3 separate regions of the Sus scrofa genome follow, and all the other regions are linked to region 3. The links are chromatin contacts, called in public Hi-C and HiChIP or PLAC-seq maps. All regions are on one chromosome and are shown on one strand. The core of a region is the stretch at or near the end of the contact, and the rest is flanking DNA. Distances in the headings are between cores, read along the strand shown.

Region 1 (3,475 bases), core at 98-2,597, 230 kb before region 3:
CTGACAATGGAAGCTTCCCCTCCCCCCACTCCTGACTCTCGTCTCCCACTCCCCAATTTAGCTCCATTTATTTGAAGTTTGCAGATTTCTGCGGCGCGCATCTCGCATCGCTGGGCGCCCAGGTGATGCCCTCCTACCCCGGGATAGCACCGTCTCCCGTGGAGAAGCCGAAGGGGTCTAACTTACTAGGGCGGGCAGACCTCCGAAATTTGGGAGCGATCACTCTGCCCTCTCTTAGCCCAAGTCCTCAGTACCTCCCTCCCGGGCTCCCTAAAGCAGGCCAAGGGCCATTTTCGCGCGACTCCACTTTGGGGTTTTCCAAAGTATTTTAATGATCTAGTAAAGGAGCAGCCGCGCGCCTCGGCGCCGGCTCGAGCCGCCCAGTTCGCAGCGTGGAGCCCCGGGCCCGGCGCTCCGAAGCCAGACTGGGCGAGGGAGAGGACAGGGGGCGGGGCAGCCGAGGGGGGAGGGTAGGAGTCTGGGGAGGGGGTCGGGGTCGGAGCCGGGGGTGGGGGTGGGTGGGGGACCGGCGAGGGGGAGGGGGAGATAAGGGCTGGGCCAGCGCAAGCTGCGGCGGGGGGAGGTGAGGGGCAGATAAGGGAGAGGGACGTGGCGGGAGGGAGCCGGCGGCGCTCCGCTCAGGGGTCCGCGCCCCCTCCCCTCCGACTCTGCCGCAGCGCCCCCCCTCGCCCCCCAGTGGTCCCAGCCTTGGAGAGCGCGGGTCGGGACCCCTCCTCGCAGGGGCTGGGAAACTAGACCTCCCCCGTCCCGATTCGTGTCCCCTCCCCACATCTACAGCAAAGAGAGGCTCGCGCCCCCGAACACCCCCGATTCGCTCGCAGGAGCAGGAACAGCGGCTCCTCGGAGGCGGCCGCAGCGGGGACTGCCGCGGTCGGGCGCTGACAGGGCGTCCCTCCCGGGCCGCCCCGGGCCCGCCCCCTCGTGCCAATTGGTCTAGGCGCCCATCAATCGCGGGACGTTGACGCCCGCCTAGCTCCCTCGCCCGGGTAGCCACGTTCGGTTGAGCTCCAAGTAGACCAGCGGCAGCGGCGGCGGCGGCAGCGGTGCTGGAGGCGCAGAGGGCGGCGCAGGCGGAGCCGGGCGGGCGGCGCGCGAGCGAGCCAGCGGGCAGCCGGGCCGACGGGCGAGCGGCGGCGGCGGCGGCGGCGGCACCGGCACCCCAGGCCGAGCCGGCGCGGGAGGAGTTCCAGGGCAATGGGGCCGCGGCCGGGGCTGACGCTTTGACAGCTGGAAAGAGCGCGGAGCCAGCGCCTGGGGGGGAGGGAGGGGATCGCGGCTAGGAAAGCGCGAGCGAGTGAGCGAGCGAGCGCCGGGGAGGGGGCCGGGAGCGAGGGGGCAGCTCGGGAGCAGCCGGAGCGGTAGCGGCGGCGGCGGCGGCGGCGGCGGCGGCGAGGCTCGGCGCCCTCTTCTCTGCAAAACATGTTTGCCAAAGGCAAAGGCTCGGCGGTGCCCTCGGACGGGCAGGCTCGGGAAAAGTAAGCCCTATTTTCCAAGTGGCGGCCGCGCTGCCGCCGGGCTGCGGGCGGGTGGTGGGAGGCAGGTGGGCGGGCGGGGGCTGCTGCGTCCCGGGCCCCGGGCCCCGGCACCGCCTGCCTGGCCCCTTCCCGAGGCCGCGGCGGGCGGCGTGGGAGAGCCCATTGTTGGGAGCCGGCGGAGGTTGGGGCATCGGGGGGCGCCGCCGGAGGATGGGGTACTTGGGGGCCGCGGGGCGTGCCGGGCACGAGGGCCTGCGGTGAGGGGTGGGCGAGGTCCCGTGAGCGAGCCTGGGCGCCCACCCAAGCCGGGGCGCTCGCCGCGGTGGCCGCACTTTGCCCACCGGGCGCGGGCAGAGGGCGCGTGGCTTCTGCAGCCCCGAAGGCTCCTTTTGTCCGCCCGCGGCGTGAGGAGTGCGTGCCGGGGGCTTTGTTCGGCCGGGAGAGCTCTCCCTTCCCTGCCCTCGGCCTCGCCGCCGGCCCCGGGCCCTCCGGGGCGCCGGGCTGGGTAGGGACGGCGGCGCCGGCTTGGCTCCAAGCTTGGGGGACAGTTGTTTTGGGGGGAGGTGGTGAGGGTGGCGCTTTGCTGTCCTCTCCGGAGCGCGCGGAGCACCCCAGAGTCCCGGACGGAGTCTCCCCGACTCTCACACCTGGAGACAGGGTGGCAAGGAGTGGGTAGGGAAAAGAAGCGAGGCTCTGGGGGTCGGATGGCTTGCGAGTTTGAGAGATCTCGGTGGGTTTGGCTGCGACGCTGCTTGGAAGTTCAAGTTCGGGGGCTGCTCTTCAGCCTCTGCGTTTTGAAGTAACGCCTCTCCTGGTCCCCATCCCCTAGCTGTTCGCACCCGTGGCTCCGGGCAGGGTCGAGGTAGCTGCTCACCTCTGGTTGGGGCCACAATGGGCCAGCGTAGACAGGGCTGGGAGCCGGCCGGCAAGGTCCAGGAGCGAGCACCCGGTGTGATCTGACGCCTTCCCTCCCTCTCCCTCTCTCTCTCTCTCTCTGTGCCCCCTGCCCACTTTCCAGGTTAGCTTTATACGTCTACGAATATTTACTGCATGTAGGAGCACAGAAATCTGCACAGACCTTCTTATCGGAGGTGAGTGGAACTTCCCCCCTCATCCAATTTCTTGACACCCCCTCGTCCCCACTATTCTTAAAGCCTTTGTTTTCTGGAGCAGCCACTGTGGCCACCATTTTGAATTTTTATCACCTTTTGGCATTTATTGTTAGTTGGTCCTCACAGCCTTTTGGCTCCGGGAAGCCCCCAGCCCACCCCTTCTCTCTGCTCCTCTAAGCTGTCTCTGCTCTCTCCCTTCCAGATTCGATGGGAAAAAAACATCACGTTGGGAGAACCGCCTGGGTTTTTGCACTCGTGGTGGTGGTAAGTTTGTGTGATAGTTGTGTGTGTGTTTGTTTTGTTCCGAGGCCCAGGTCTAAGTGAACAAAGACGTGCGGTCTGGAGCAGACCCCCCCCTTCCCATGCCTTAGCCCTCAGCGTCACCCAGAGCAGGGCACCCCTGGGTTCTCAGGCCTGGCCTGGCAAAGGGGGAAGAGGGCAGAGGAGGTCGGTGCCTAAAAGTTTTTGCCTCCTCTGTCCCCTCCTGTTGAGAATCTACTGAATCGTGCGTGGTGCTCGGGCAGAAACTCCTGACTTGTACATCGCACTCCGAGGCACTAGGCAGAGGCTTGGAAAAAACCTGGAAGGATTTTTGTCAATTCTGCATGCTGCTTTAATTAGAGGGAGCGGGGGCGGGGCCGGGCGGAGGGGGTACCAGGTCTGTTTAACAACTGGCCTGGCTCTTCCTTTTTCTCCTTGGAGCTCCTACCTTGAGAGAAAAACCTTTGGGGACCTTTTCAGGCACCCGGAGAAAAAGCGAGAAGGGGTTGCCCCTTCTTTTAAAAGATGTTGATTATACCGATGGCAGCCCCCTCCTCCCCCCACCCCATCAAGTTTCGTTTTACTGAGCACCTGGCTGAGTGCCTG
Region 2 (3,424 bases), core at 815-3,314, 190 kb after region 3:
CACTAAGATTATGATGATATGGACAGTGGGAGTGATAATTACCATTTATCAAGCACCTACCAGTTGCCAAGGACTGTGCTAGATACTATACTAAATGACTTCATGTAATCCTCAACAATCCTATGAGGTCAAGATCATCACCTAACAGATTAAGAATCTCAGAGGCATAAAGCAACTGCTTAAGGAACAAAACTAGTAAGCGGCAGAGCCAGAATTCAAACTCAAGGCTGTGTCACTCCAAAGCTCAAGCTCTTTCCACTGTATGATGCTGTCTCTCAAGAATAAAAATATGACATCAGCCTTAAGGATAAAAAAAAATGTTAAAAATTAATCTCACCCACCTGTTTGATCCCTCTGGTATTCACTGACTCAAGCTGGGGGGGGGGGGCGCAGGGAGGAGATAAAAAAACCAGTGGACATCTGAGGAAAGAGTTGGTGGGAACAGAGCCAGGACAGAGCTACACTGAGGCCTCCCTTCTTCCCTCTGCCAGGGCAGAAATTACCCACATTCACACACCAGGAAAAAAAAAATCTGTCAACCAATGGCCTTCAACCCAAGGCTGCAGACACCCTTCGTTTATTTGAAAACGAAGTATTCTTGAGAAAATCTCCAACGTAAAACCTGAACAGAAAGTAGTTCCAAACCACCAATAACTAACAATCTTTTTTTTTTTTAAAAAATAACTAACAATCTTATACTGTTCTGGGTCACCGCCATTATTCAGTTTTCAACGCATTATTTCTTTTTTCCTGTAACTTGCACTTCCCTACCTGCCTTCTCACCCATACGTAGCTCCTACTTCCCTCTTGGAACAGGCCGATCTCTCCTACGTTCTGACCCTGGACAGTTTTTTCCACTTGCCAACTCCAGAGTACCACACACAAAATCCAATCTCCACACCAAGGATCCTAACCCTCTCCCTTCCTCCACTCCCAGCTACCCTGCCCCCACCTCTCCAACCTCCCGCCCTACCCATCCTTCCAGGACCCTTCTGAAATGTGGCTCCCCCATCCCTCCGACCCAATCCCACCGTCACCCGGCTCCTTCCTTCCTAGACCATTCCACCCCCACCCACTCTCATCCCTATGCACTCCTGCTCTGTCCTTCACCATGTATTCGCCCCTTCCTCCCACTTCGCTGAGATTCCCTCTCCCAGGACCCCAATCTCTCCATCTTTTCCTTGTCTTCTGCCCTCAACCTTCAAGATCTCCTTTCTTCACGCCTCACTAAAGCCCAACTTCACAATCCGCGGCCCCAACTTTTCCTCCCTACCCCCAAGACCCCACCCCTTCTCCCATTCCAGTCCTAGACCCTTCCCTCTTGGCACCCCTCAATCCGATTCCCTCTTCCCCTCCTTCGCCAGCACTGCAATCCTCCACCTCGGTCGAAATTCCCACGCATGCCCCTCCTCAAATTCACCCAAGCTAATCCTTCTCCCTTCTCCCACCCAGGCCTGAACCCCAATCTTCACACGCCCTCATACACTCCCCCAGCACCCCAATTCTACCCTTAAACCCACCTCTGACACCCCTATATCCTCATCTCCACATCTTTCACCAACCACACCCCAGCTTCGTCCCTTTCGATCTCCCCCTCCCCCATCCCACCCCTCCCTCAAACCCCGCACCCGCCCCATTCTCAGCCCTGGGCTACGTGAGAGGCCCAGCCCGCGGTCGCCACCTACCTGTACCCCCGCCTGGGGCAGCCCGGCAGCTCCTCGGTGGCAGGTCCCTCCTCCCGCGGCGCGGCAGAGGGGGGAAGCGGCTCCGCGCCCCCGGCACAAAGCTGAGGAGGGTGGGACAGAGAGTGGGCGGGAGGAGGGAGGGGGCTGGGGGCGACCTGGCGCCTTGGGACCGCGGGGCCGGCGGGGGCGGAGGGAAGACTGGGCAGGGGAGGCGCGCTTGCGCGCGAGACCCGGCATGAGGGGCGGAGCCGGGCCTGGAGGCGGGACCGGGCCCCGGGCTGGCGACCTGAGGGCCTAGGGCTCGAGCCGGGAGAGGTGGGGACTGCGCGTGCGTGTTCGCACGAAGGCGGGTCTCTTGGGTCTCGCAGGCCCCTGGGATCAAGCTGAGCTGGGGGAGGGTAGGCAGCGCGTGCTCAGGGCTTACCTAGGGACAGGCCCTTGGGCGGGGCTGCGGAACTCAGCCCGCGAACCAAAGATCACGGGGGCGTGGCCTGGGGCGTGGCCTATGGGAGGGTGGAGCATCAGGCCGGGAGAAGAGCTGAGCGCTCTGGGGATCTCGAGGAGGCTGGGCGGGAGGGAGGCGGGGCTGGGGAATGGGGCGCGCAACGCAGGGTGGGGCGAGACGGGGCGGGGTCTGAGGGAGGGGTGGAGCATAGAGCCGGGAGTAGATTCTGCGCAGCAGCCAGCGAACTCCTAGGAGGCCGGCGGAGAGGGGAGAGGCGGAGTTGTGGGCAGGGCGGTAGAGAGAAACGAAGCTCGACTGTAAGCGCGTTTGTCGCTAACCGGAGGCCTAGGCGATCCGGGCTTTGTGGCTCGCCCGGCACCTTGGGAGGTGGGACCCTGGCTGGGCGAGGCCGACAGAAGGGGATGCTGGTGGAGGAGGGAGCGAGCGAGCGAGCGTGGCGGGGGTTGTGAGGGGACGCGCGGCGCGGAGGCGGATCGCCGGGGTCGCTGAGGCTTGGCTCGTGAGGGGACCGGGAAGGGGGAAGTCTGACGCAGGTCTCTTCGAAGTACCAGAGAACCAGCGCACGAACTTTTTCTAGGCCTGATAAAATGTTTTGACCCCCCCACACACAAAGGGAAAATCAATTCCAAGTCGAAATTATAAGTGTATGAAAATGAAACCTATCCACTGGAACGTAAGTTCATACTTCAGAATTATGTTTGACATAAGATGTGGGTTCATTTAAGATATTTTATCTAGTTTGGCGCCAGGAGTCCAAAGTTATGAATGTTCAGGGCCCATGGAGGTCTCGAAATGGCCTTGAACTGAAGAGAAGGGTTTGGGATGGAGGGGAAAATGTGGGGTCAGGGCTGATTGCCTTTCAAGTGATATGCCAAGCTATAGGCCCTGGCTGGCACTGGGGAGAGGGAGGATGGCGCTTCTCGAATTTACACACGTTCCCGGTGGATGATGTAATGGGACAGGGTTTGAGGAATCAAAGAGTTACCAGAAGCTAGTGGCTGGTCGGGGAGAAGGTGAACTGAAGACTTGGCGCAGAGAGGTTTGCGGAAAGAAAGGACATGCGAACTGGAGGTGAAAGGGTGGATAAATGGCACTGGGACAAGATAAGGCATCTAAGGCATCACCACCAGTCCAATTGAGAACCACTGAACTATAGGCTAAAGCCTACTCTCTTTACCTGACTTTCAAGTATTTGTATTATCTGCTCCTAATCTACCTTTCCTAGAATTCAAGTCATTCTAAAGGAACCCCAGTGCAAGAATTCTTTCTTTAG
Region 3 (3,404 bases), core at 556-3,055:
TGCATATGGTAAAAGCACAGGGTATGTTTTCAGCCTGAACAAGTTAATTTAACTCCTAAAATGCAACTATGGCAATTCATCTACCTGGTAATGTTACCAGGGTCACTCAAGGATGACAACTCTTGTGAGGTCCCTCTCAGCACTCTGTATGGACAGTGAAAGGGTTTAAAGGCTGCAAGCCCAGCTTTCAGGAAAGGGTTTGGGCAGCTTTAAGAGGCTGGCTGGTTGACTCAAGTGTTTTTCAAACCTAGGATTTATTCGCTGGCTTAGTCCCCAAATTCTGACAGGTCTCTTTCTTTCTTAATTACTCATTGGAAAATTCTGCTCCCACTTACCTGGACCATTTTGTGTTTTCAGGCCAAGCCCTAACCCTATCCTGATTTAGGGACTAAGGAAGAATAAGGAGAAAAATCAGTAAAGGGTCTCTCAATAAACAAGCCCCCCCATACAATGAAACAATTTCTGCTACTGCCATAGACATACAGATAGTTTTGGCTCAAGTTATTTCGAGCTGTTCTTATTCCTAGTAGGAATAAAGGAGAAGGGAACTAGACAGCTTTTAGGTCTGGATCCTTTCCTTGAAAAACATCTCAGCTCTGACCTTTGACAAGAGACACTGACCTGGTGTAGGCCTGGCTTCACTAGTAACCCACAGCACAGCTGTGAGCAAGTCACATCCCCTCTGTCACAATTACCAATCCTGTGAAAAAAGGAGATAGGCCTGCAGATTAAGCACTCTTTCTGTCGTCTCTTTGCACTATAATTCCCCTCTAGTCCTTTTTCGGGTCACACCTGTGGCATACGGAAGTCACCAGGCTAGGGGTGTAATCAGAGCTGCAGCAATGCCACAGCAAAGCGGGATCTGAGCCACATCTGCGACCTACATCAGATTCTTAACCCACTGAGCGACGCCAGAGATCGAACCTGCATCCTCACAGATACTCATCGGGTTCCTAACCTACTGAGCCACAAGGGGAGCTCCCTCCCATCTAGTTCTTAAACATAGTTACATCTGGAGGGTGTCAAGAGCTCAGCCAATGTGCTCCACCTAGTCAAAAACAACTCATGCCACAGGAAATGGAGGCTTAGGAAGCTTCAGCCACTTGACCAAAATCACAGAGAGGGAGAGGCAAGGCTAAGCCTAGAAACCAGTTATTTTCACTTGGCCACTAAAATTCTTAATACTCTCTCACACATGCTGCTCTTTTCGTCCCACTTAATCTTGACAACTTCAGGAGATGGGAATCAATGTCGGGCGCCTTTCACAGACGAAGAACCTGAGGCCCACAGAGTTTCAATGTCCTGCCCAAGGCCACAGAAAATTGAGGTCTGTGCTGAGTGGAGGAACAAGGCCCCTTCCCGCCCGTGCTGGGGCCTCACCCTCGAGGAGACGGCAACGCTGGTGAAAGACGTAGCACGCCTGGTCCTTGTACAGCGGGTGCTCGTGAAGCGGGGGCAAACGGCGGAACTTTGGGTGCGTCCAGCCGGGGTCCCAGGGAGGGAAGACTGGCCGCGCCAGCCCGGGCATGAAGTGCATTTTCCCCGCGTAGGTGATGGGCTCCAGTCCTGGGATCTCGTACACTCTGTCCAGGGGAGGAGGCTCGGGTTTCCGCGTGGAGCGCACACCCCACTCGTACGCCCCGCGTCTCGGGGCCCCGCAGCCCCCAAGGCCGAGCCGGCCGAGGCGAGCCAGCGCCCGCCTTGCGGGCCCAGACGCCAACGCCATACCCAGCGGATCTTCTCAAAGCCTCCACCTGGACGCCACCATCTTCCCGAGCGCAAGGCCTGCTGGGAACGAAATGGGCTGAACGCCAAGGCTCCGTTTATGAGTGGCAGCGGCTTTAACCAATCACAATCAGGGCATCTTTGTCTTGCCCCACCCCCCAGACCTTCTTCCTTTCCCGCAGGTGGAACCCTGCCCGCTTCGCCGCGGGCGGGGGGGGAACCTGCATGATCCTCACCTGAGGGGAATCGCTGGAGGGTAGGTGAGTGGTTGTGATGGGGGCTGGGACGGGACTAGGAGAAGAGCTCCAGGACCTCAAACTCGAACTCAGGACAACCTTGATCTCTTACGGCAGTTGGAGTTTGGGCAGGGTACGTCCTTCTGAGCCTTAAAGTCCCTCGCTGTAAAAATAGTGATAGAAGTGCCTAAACTAGCGCAGCTGCGCAGCGTCCCGCACGTGGTGGGTTTCCTTTCCTCTCAACCACTTCTCACGATAAGCTTGAGCGTGGTCCTTGCACCGACCGCTTGTACTGCTCGCCTCCTCCCCAGCGCTGAAAGTGAGTTCCTTTCCTCCTCTTTCCTTGGAATTTCCTTTTGCGCCTCCTAGAAGCAGGATCAGAGGTACACCTGGAGGTGTACCCTGCTCTTTGAGCAACACGTGTTTATCAAATGACAAACTCTCAGGCACTGCTGAGCACCAGGTTTGCACTGGTGAATGAAACAGATGTGACGTAGACCTTATAGGTTAGTAGGCGATACAGACAGACAGCAAGTAAATAAATAGCAATTACAACACACACACTTCTTACCCCGTTTCCCTAGTTATTTTTCTCTTTCGCATTTAACACTAACGTGCCATGTTTTCCATTTTGATCTTGTGTAATGACTCTCCCACTAGAATATAAGCTCCATGAGTGCGCGGGTTTCAGATTCTTCACTGAAGCCTGCCTGTAGATCAGCGTCTGCCACAGACTCAATATGTGTTTAATGAATGAATAAATAATAATATGTGATTAATCAATAAGGTATTATTAATAATAAACATAGTACCTGCTAGAGAATGAGAAGGGGAAGGTTCAGCAGAGCTCAGAGAAGGTGACCTTGAAGCAGGGCCTGAGGGTGAGGAGCATCATCGCAGCAGAGGCAACAGCAGATGTCAGCGCCTGGCTTCTTACACTGAAAAGGCAGAAGGCTGAGAGAAGGCTTGTCTTTGAGAGGAAGCTGGACCTTTAAAATTCATGATTGACATGGCCAACTTCTCTACTAATTTCCAAACAGCCAGGGAAAGTGAGATTAGTAAAACATGGAGAAGATAAATTTAAGGCTGAGATGGATAAATAACCGCCTTGGAGTTCCCGTCATGGCTCAGTGGTTAACGAATCCGACTAGGAACCATGAGGTTGCAGGTTCGATCCCTGGCCTCACTCTGTGGGTTAAGGATCCGGTGTTGTGGTGAGCTGTGGTGTAGGTCACAGACGCGGCTTGGATCCTGCGTTGCTGTGGCTCTGGCTTAGGCTGGTGGCTACAGCTCCGATTCGACCCCTAGCCTGGGGATCCTCCATATGCTGCGGGAGTGGCCCTAGAAATGGCAAAAAGACAAAAATAAATAAATAAATAAATAAAATAATCGCCTTGGAGTTCCCATCATGGCTCAGTGGTTAACCAATCCGACTAGGAACCA

What was found. A called contact is a pair of places that touch in the nucleus more often than the background predicts. HiChIP or PLAC-seq counts read pairs in DNA pulled down with a chosen protein or histone mark.
Region 1: a contact with region 3 is called in an H3K27ac HiChIP or PLAC-seq map of alveolar macrophages. The contact joins the promoter of SSBP3 here to the promoter of MRPL37 in region 3. A contact is called at or near these places in 2 of 5 promoter capture datasets (fetal liver and liver), 4 of 47 Hi-C or Micro-C datasets (embryonic fibroblasts, heart right ventricle and skeletal muscle) and 1 of 2 datasets of contacts at active chromatin or transcription factors (alveolar macrophages).
Region 2: a Hi-C map of liver shows a contact between it and region 3, with 4 times the contacts expected there. The contact joins the promoter of LRRC42 here to the promoter of MRPL37 in region 3. A contact is called at or near these places in 3 of 47 Hi-C or Micro-C datasets (heart right ventricle, liver and skeletal muscle).

Annotation. Positions count from the first base shown.
Region 1 is chr6:157,910,252-157,913,726 of Sscrofa11.1, forward strand. SSBP3 (single-stranded DNA-binding protein 3) reads left to right here and starts at 1,348. Exons shown (of 17, transcript XM_021096596.1): 1 at 1,348-1,496; 2 at 2,515-2,587; 3 at 2,811-2,872. The coding sequence starts at 1,441.
Region 2 is chr6:158,336,238-158,339,661 of Sscrofa11.1, forward strand. LRRC42 (leucine-rich repeat-containing protein 42) reads right to left here and starts at 2,065. Exons shown (of 8, transcript XM_021096606.1): 1 at 1,686-2,065. It overlaps HSPB11 (intraflagellar transport protein 25 homolog), which reads left to right and starts at 2,545. Exons shown (of 7, transcript XM_013999370.2): 1 at 2,545-2,824. The coding sequence starts at 2,798.
Region 3 is chr6:158,141,724-158,145,127 of Sscrofa11.1, forward strand. MRPL37 (39S ribosomal protein L37, mitochondrial) reads right to left here and starts at 1,806. Exons shown (of 7, transcript XM_021096592.1): 1 at 1,381-1,806. The coding sequence starts at 1,726. LOC100622386 (NADH-cytochrome b5 reductase-like) reads left to right here and starts at 1,874. Exons shown (of 6, transcript XM_021096602.1): 1 at 1,874-1,985.